Regions from separate parts of the Sus scrofa genome. Here region 1 is linked to region 2. The links are chromatin contacts, called in public HiChIP or PLAC-seq maps. All regions are on one chromosome and are shown on one strand. Each heading gives the region's core, a stretch centred on a gene start, on an enhancer-like site or on the middle of the called end of the contact. The rest is flanking DNA. Distances are from core to core; before and after follow the strand shown. Region 1 has its middle 48 kb from the start of TFPI. Region 2 has its middle 54 kb from the start of CALCRL.

Region 1 (4,071 bases), core at 1,388-3,887, 110 kb before region 2:
TCTGAAGAGCCCTTTTGCCTAAATGATAAGAATCCAAATCCTTCTCTCAACTTCTGTTCCTGGCTCTACGGAGAACAGGCCCCTTTCTAAGCCAAGGAATATCTTGTATTTCTTGACTTTTAGGTTCCAGAGTAACTATCACCTAGAGAGAAAATGTTCTATAAGAAGTATAGACTCCATCCACCCTCCCTTCCTATCTATTCAGTCCTGATTGAACATATTGTTTTTTAGCAATCTGAGTATATGAGCAATAAGGGCAGAAATAAGTATATTTTTCTCAATGTCTACCTGAGGATAGAAAGTAAATTCCTTGAAAGTAGGACCTCTTCTCCATTATCAAATTTTGTACTCCCAGTATCTATCCAAATGCTTAGTCACATGGCAGATGATCAACTAATATGATAATCAATTAGTATTTAATGGATGGCTGTAGTTCAGAAACCTTGCTTTCTGATGATACAATTGTCTTCAGAGATAGATCTCAGGGGTAATTAATATGTCCCCAAACACTGTCTATCAAATGTCAGCTGTATGAAGCCAGAGCATGTTTATAGCCAATTAATCATTGATTTTTTTTTCTACCACATAATGGTAAAACAAATATTTTTCATGCTTGAATATAGTGAGGGCTTTGTTTATCAGATGTGAGAAACACTTTACACTGTTGTGAGCTTTCAAAAACGTGACATATTTCCAATCAGGTATGTAGGAGTTAATCTACTTTGGCCTAGCCATGGGCTTTAGAGTTGTCCAGCTTTAGATCCTTTACAATATTTAAATATATGTGTGTTACATATATATGTTGTACATATATGTGACATGTACATTAACTGAAAGACCAAAGGTGGCATGTCATTTTATCAGCACCATGCTCTAACCAACTGAGCTAACCGACCCTTTAGTATGCCATTTTAATTTGTAGTGTTTTGCTTATATTTTAACATTTATAATGATTGTTTGCCATCTTGTCACTATATATACTACTTTGATTGTATAGTCTATTATAACTCTAGTCATCTCAAAACATCATCAGAATGTTTTCTTAGGAGTCTTCCAAAGTTATTGGGATTTTTCTTTAAAGAAAAAAAAAGACAATTGCATTATTACTTCATCTAGAGAGCAACTTTGGTAATTTGAGAATGTTTAACGCTAGATGGCAGGATGAGACTGTAGATAACACTCAATTCCTCGAAGCTGAGTATTAAAAAAATGATAGCTTTCTCAAAGGTGTAAAGAACTCTTAGGCAGATACATTGTTTATTCTTTAATATAATTCTTTAATATATGTATTATAGTTACACATTTCCTTATATTTAAAAGCTTTCACTGTATACAATAGTGATGTTAAACATGAATCAATTATTGAAAAGAGAATATAAATTGCTAATAATTTTACAAGTTATATAAATATGACAATAGTGGAATAAAATAGTCTGTACTGGGAAAACATTCATGCCATTTGGCATCTCTATAACTTAATTATTAATCTTTTAAGCAAAATATAATATGTGGTCATTTAATCAAATGCTACTTGGGTCAACACGCATAAACACAAAAGTTAAACAATTTATTTTCAAAATCAAGACTGATACTCAGCAAATAAGAAGCATTTCAGAATAAATCCACAATTCATATCCAGAGTATATACCAGCTAATACTAGCCTAGAAATAAGAACTATTTTAAACTCTTTCAGGAGTAGTGATTAGATTTTTCCAGATGAATTACTCTCAGTATTTATGTGCCACTTGTCAGTACAATATGGATAAGTATAGCTAGGGTTACCACATATAATTTTTCATCCAAACCAGGACACTGAGCACAAAAATAAAAACTGAAACTGCCCTAGCAAACAGGGGCACCCATTTAGGGGAGTTCATTTTGTGAGCTTTATGATTTTGTTATATTTTAAAACTTATTTTTAATTAGTCCACAGCATATCTCATTTGCCACTGCCAGTTCTTTATTCTAGCAACAGCTAGCCCTTTGGTGGAAAGGAGAGGCTCAAATTAGTGTGAAATCGATTTTAGTAATGGAAAATAACATATTCACTTTCAATAGTCTAGACATCAGATCTGGGTCCTTTAACCAAATACAGTTCATTAAGTAATAAAAATAACTTGAAAAATACTAAGCAATTTAGGTAAAATAATAGAAGGTCAGGTCAACTTATTTTCTAACTAGGATTTTTTTGATGTAGAGTATAAAAAAATGTGTTTCTCCTCAAATTATTGGTACATTTCGAACAAAGCATAGCATACACAATTTTGTTGATGTATAAATTATCTCTGGGTGTACATAATGACTTTCAAACAATTAAGAATAAAGAGGAATTATTAACTCATAACATAATACCTAAAAAACTTTACAGAAATAATTCTCAATTTTTTTTTTTCTTGCACTCTCATCAGGGACAGTCTGTTATGTTTCATTTAAAAGTGTTTTGTTTTGTTTTCATGGCAAAACTATGCTCCAAGGCAGTAGCCACATGATTTCAAAATAAGTGGTCAGTTCTACCCAAACCACATTTTTGGTCAAATGTGACTTAAGTTAGTCAAATAATATAAACAGTAATCCAGAGATTCTGAGATAGCTTCCTCCTGAGTGTTAGTCAAAGTCCATTTCACATGGTAATTAATACTCATTACTGGAGAACTACGGCCCTTGTGAGCCTTACATGGGACCACAAATGTAGGCACAATCCTGCATGTAGGATTCTGAAAAGGACAAGTATGACTAATTATTATTATATATGTCATACTTCATTCCTGGTTCTATAGAAAACCTTACTGAGTGCTCTGCATGGTTACATCTAGACTCTGTATTAGCAGTATTAGTTGCTGATTGCAGAGAATTTGTCTTCATGTGCTAGTCAAATCTATGTTGTAAACAACTAGATAACAGAATATACCCTATTTTTTCCTTAACTCCCCAACACAACTAGTACAACATCTAGCTCAAAATATAGGTTTGATCACTACTTATTAAATGATTGCAAGTGTCTTCAGTCTATTCTGGGAAAAGATTATTTTATAAATAATTAAGATATATCAGGTTGAACTGATGTATTGATGTCTCACTGGCTAGAATTACCTAATTGATTATCAAAACATTTTCATTTTGTTCTGCTCCACTTTACCAAATATTTGTTGTCTGTTTCACTGTTGAGAGGTCCCATGATCCATCTTTTCGCCTGACTCTCATATCCAGAATGATTCCTGAAAGGCCTCATTCCATTTATTTCACCTGGAGTTTATAAAATGGTGACTCTGAAGAATATGATTAGTGGGATGCAGTTTACCAGTTATTTCTAAATAAGGCTATTAAATGATATTAATAAAAACTATCCAAGGGCCTTCATGGAGTATAACTATGTGCTTGACCAATTATTTAAATATATAAATACTACAATTTCTATTAGGCTTTCCATTTAGTATAGCACTTGATGCATAGTAGAGGAAAAAGGATTGGTTTAAGAGTCTTATAAATTCAAAGCATAGATTTTTTTTCAATCACTAGACTTAACTAATGTTGGGCAAATAGAATCAATGAATCTTTGGAAAAAATAATACTTTTACAAACTTATTGGAAAAAGTTTCAGTTTTTTATAATATAAATTCAAAAGCTATATGTTGATCTCTTTATAGGGGTCAGATAATATACCAAGCACGAGAGATGAGACAGGGTCTCGGGTACATATTAAAGTCTAGTATTTGATTCTGCTCAGAATTTTATTTTATTTTTTCTTCTTTTTTAAATTTTTGTTTGTTTGTTTTTTAGGGTTGTACCCACGGCATATGGAGGTTCCCAAGCTAGGGGTCAAATCGGAGCTGTTGCCACTGGCCTACGCCACAGCCACAGCAACACCATCCAAGCCACGTCTTCGACCTACACCAAAGCTCAAGGCAATGCCAGATCCTTAGCCCACTGAGCAAGGCCAGGGATCAAACCCACAACCTCATGGTTCCTAGTCAGATTTGTTTCCGCTGAGCCACAACGGGAACTCCAGATTCTGCTGGATTTTAAGTTGGGAACAGCAAGACCTAAAAAGTTTTGTCAAAGGTCACACTAGA
Region 2 (3,938 bases), core at 212-2,711:
GGGACAGTTGTTCTTTCTCTGGAGACACTGGTTCTCATGAAGAAGCCCCTCCCTTAAAAGATCCTCCCACTACCTCCTGCACAGAAACTGCAAGTTTTCCTCCTCTCTGCTTTTGTTCATCCTCCAAATGTAGATATTTTGTATGTTAAATATGAATTTTAAAAATTATACACGTGAACTTATTTACTCATAGGCTTATAGACTTTGAAAACAGATGTATGGTTACCAAAGGGGAAGCAAGGGGAGGGATGGATCAGGGTTTGGGAATGGCAAAGACACCTTTATGTATGGAATGGATGATCAACAGGGACCTGCTGTATAGCACAGGGAAATCTATACAATGTTATGTGATAATCTATATGGGAATGGATAGCTGTATATGTACGGCTGAATCACTTTGCTATATAATAGAAATTAACACATTGTAAATCAACTATACTTCAATAAAATTTAATTAAAAATAGAAACTAATGGAAAATACTACTTTCCCTTCCCTTTCACCTATTAAAAAATACTCAATTTGTCTACATGAGACAGATTTACCCTACCTTTCATCTTAAATTTTCCTCCTGCAGCTACCTACAGACCCCTAGCTAAAGAGAAAACTTAGCATTCTGCATGACCAACATACTTTGATTCCTGCTACTGCTGATCCTTTGCAGATATTTACACCCCACTAAGATGCTTACGAGCACTGTAGTCCCTTTATTGTGTGCTCTCACCACCAGCCCTTGGCTTCCTGAATAGCTGTAACATCTACAGAGACTTCCTTTTCCTCTACCCACCTGCCCAATCGGGTGTGTTATCTTATTTCCTGTATTACACTGCTTCCTCTATATTGTAAGAGCTTGGCACAGAGTAGGCACTCAAAAAATATTTCTCTTCCCTGGTCTATTAAAAAATATAGTTGAATCAATAAGGCAGAGGCAATCCTCAATTGATTAATAAAACTGAGTTTTGAAAACATGTCAATATCATACTGTTTCCAAAATATAAAATTAAAGCTAGAAAAGTGTCAGTATTTGATACTGGAACAGTATAACTGTTCATAACAGAAAGAGAAAAGATAGAAGAAAATATTTATAAGAAAGCCCTCCATGAAACCTTTTACTGTCATTTGATAATCAAGCTTTAGGGTAAGAATCTGTCAAATAAAAGGAGCTGAAAGGCAAAGACATGGGTTTAAAATAATGGCTTCCAAAATGAGAAACTGGTAAAAATTCCTTTGTACAATGTCTCATAAACAAAATAGGAACTTTTTTTTTTTTTTTCTAGCAGACTATTGTCTCTTCTGTCTCATGATGAAAGTCGATTCTTCCTTTTATACTCTGATTATTTCCTGTTTGAGTAGTCTTTCATCAGTGGCTGAAATAGAATTCTTTTTGTTCTTTTCATTCAACTGATATGGCCACACAGCTCTCTCAAATCGTGGCAGCCCAGGTCTCATTGGCTCCCTGCCTCACTCCAGCCATAACCAGCAAGGTCAGAACACAGAACCAGAAATATGGAACTGAATGAGAGTCACTGCCCTGAACTCCATGACCTTGACTTGTTTACGTGATCTCTGAACATCCATTTCCTCAAAGGGAGCTAGCTAGCAATGACAATGTGAAAAGTTGAAAACTTGCTCTAAGAGGTTCTAAGGGGGTATCAATGAATGCATAAAGTGACAATTAAAGATTTACAAAGCATGTGGGAAGGAATTTAAAACTATAATGAAAACGAAGGTCTTGTATGATTAAGCAGGAAAATATGTAGCACTGCTGGTAATTTCCAGTAAACTATTAAATCAGCTGTGCTTTCACTGTCACAGGTGTTAGGCCACAAGGTGCTCTGGGGGAGAACAATTTATTCTATGGCTTCTAGAACACATTTGATTCACATCCTGTCTCCTATGTTGTTTATAATGTATTATATTTATCAGATCATAAGATAAGCATACTTTAGATGAGCTAAAAATCACCCATCTTACAAGGGTGCTTCTCTCCTGAGGGTTTATAGATAGAATTCAGGGGATACATGAATTTATATGCACAAAAAAACTCATATTTTTATTTTCATTAACTGCTGGCTGAAATTCAATATCTCCTTCAATTATGAACGTAGGCATAAAGCACAACAGCATTAGTAATACCTGTGACTCTCACCAATACAAATCACAGATACAGTCATATCATGTAATTGTTACAGATATCTGGAAATAACTTTTTGATCACCAATATTTTAAACTATGATAGTAATTAGACTTGCCCTTGGACTTGTTAGTTAAATATATAAAGAAGCACATGTATTATTGTATCACAAATTTGTTTTTAATATTTGGATAATTAAATTTCAATATAACCTATTTCTCTGACAACCTATATATTTTACTTTGGGTATTTAAAAATATTATGCTGACAAAAGGTTGATAGGCTTTACCATACTGTCAAGGGGTTCAAAGATACATAAATTAGTGACAAGCAATAGTTTAGAAGAGGGGTAGTTCTTAAAATTGAACATGTATCAGAATCCTCAGAGAGCTTATTAGAATACCAATTAACCCCATCCCCAGAGTTTCTGATTCAGTCAGTCTGGGGGTACCCAAGAAGCTTCATTTTGAATATATTCCCAGGCAATGCTGATTCAACTAGTTGAAAGACTTCGTTTTTAAATGAGTGCAACAGCATTGCTTTGAAGAACTAACAGGCAGCTCTTAAAATCAAAACCTAGAATTATTTTAAAATATTATAGGAATGTTGGCAACTAATAGTTCAGAAGAACCTGAAGATCCAACATATTAAAAGAAATTCTCAAATGATTTTCTTGCTATCAGAGCACAGCAACTCTATGGTATGATTTAAATCTTAAACAGCTGGTTTCCTAACAATAATAATACATCAGTAGAAAACATCAACACCATTATCAAAGATAAAACATTTTTACTTTGATTAAGAAAAGAAATCTAAAAGTCAGGATGCATTTTCAAATCCATATCCTTCAAAATTCAGTGTCTCTAAGCATATCATGCATGTGAAGTCTCACCTCTGAGTGATGAATGATCCATTGTAACAATAGAGAACTCATTCTATTCCTCATTCCTACTCAGATCACTTTTCAGAAACCTGTCCAAGACAGGAAATTTTTAAATCAAATTGCATATCTTGATATAAACTGATGAATAGTGAAGGGATCTTTGTATTTATAATTCATTTAAATCCTGAAGGTTGATTTTGCCTTCATAATTCAGTTAGTCCTATTCCAAATTAGATTAACTGCCTCTGGAGTCTTTAATTTCCTCTTGAGCATGTCTCTTTCATCTCAGCCAAAGGTATTTTCAAGATTGTATGGTGATAAACTCTTGTTTTACAGTCTCTCTTCATTGTGACTGTAGATTTTTCATTAACATTAGCTCTTGAGTTGTATTTGTGAGTGTTAATGGATTAGACTATACATTTAGCAATTCTCCCTAGAAGAAGGAAGAGACAGATGCATAGGGAAGAGCTGAAATGAAAAAAGATAGTGTGGCTATGAATCAACATATATGGTACTCTCTACACAATGTTCTAGAAATTGATGTCCACCTCAGAATTCTAACATCATTCCATTCTCCTGGACCAAGTCTTTGCCTATTCATTTAAACATTGCCATTCCATTCAAACTTAGCCTATATATTGAAAGAAAGGGTGATATTTGACAGAGTATAGATGGAACTAGAGTGAGAAAAATTGGGGAAACCACCATTAATGTGTATTAAAGGAGATGTGTATACTAAAACAATATTCTCAGGATGGTGGGCAGTTGCCAAAGCTCGGAGTGGAGATACAGGGCCAAATGTGTGAGAAAATCAGCAATCAAACAGGTTTAGTAAATTTAAATAAGTTCTGCCAAACTTGATGGCAGGCATTTAGAATTTGAGAATGCCAAATAGAAAACCATTTCGATTTCTCAAAGGATAA

The links. HiChIP or PLAC-seq counts read pairs in DNA pulled down with a chosen protein or histone mark.
Region 1: a contact with region 2 is called in an H3K27ac HiChIP or PLAC-seq map of alveolar macrophages. The contact joins two enhancer-like sites. A contact is called at or near these places in 2 of 5 promoter capture datasets (liver and skeletal muscle), 3 of 47 Hi-C or Micro-C datasets (liver, psoas muscle and retroperitoneal adipose tissue) and 2 of 2 datasets of contacts at active chromatin or transcription factors (alveolar macrophages and skeletal muscle).

The regions. Positions count from the first base shown.
Region 1 is chr15:92,334,222-92,338,292 of Sscrofa11.1, reverse strand. No RefSeq gene overlaps it. Among named protein-coding and RNA genes, the nearest start is that of TFPI, 48 kb to the left of the region's middle. Within about 2 kb of position 2,637, at least 2 of the 83 cell types and tissues checked have an H3K27ac peak or open chromatin away from gene starts, as enhancers often do. A contact at or near this core is called in alveolar macrophages, where this site is marked.
Region 2 is chr15:92,223,309-92,227,246 of Sscrofa11.1, reverse strand. No RefSeq gene overlaps it. Among named protein-coding and RNA genes, the nearest start is that of CALCRL, 54 kb to the left of the region's middle. Within about 2 kb of position 1,461, at least 4 of the 83 cell types and tissues checked have an H3K27ac peak or open chromatin away from gene starts, as enhancers often do. A contact at or near this core is called in alveolar macrophages, where this site is marked.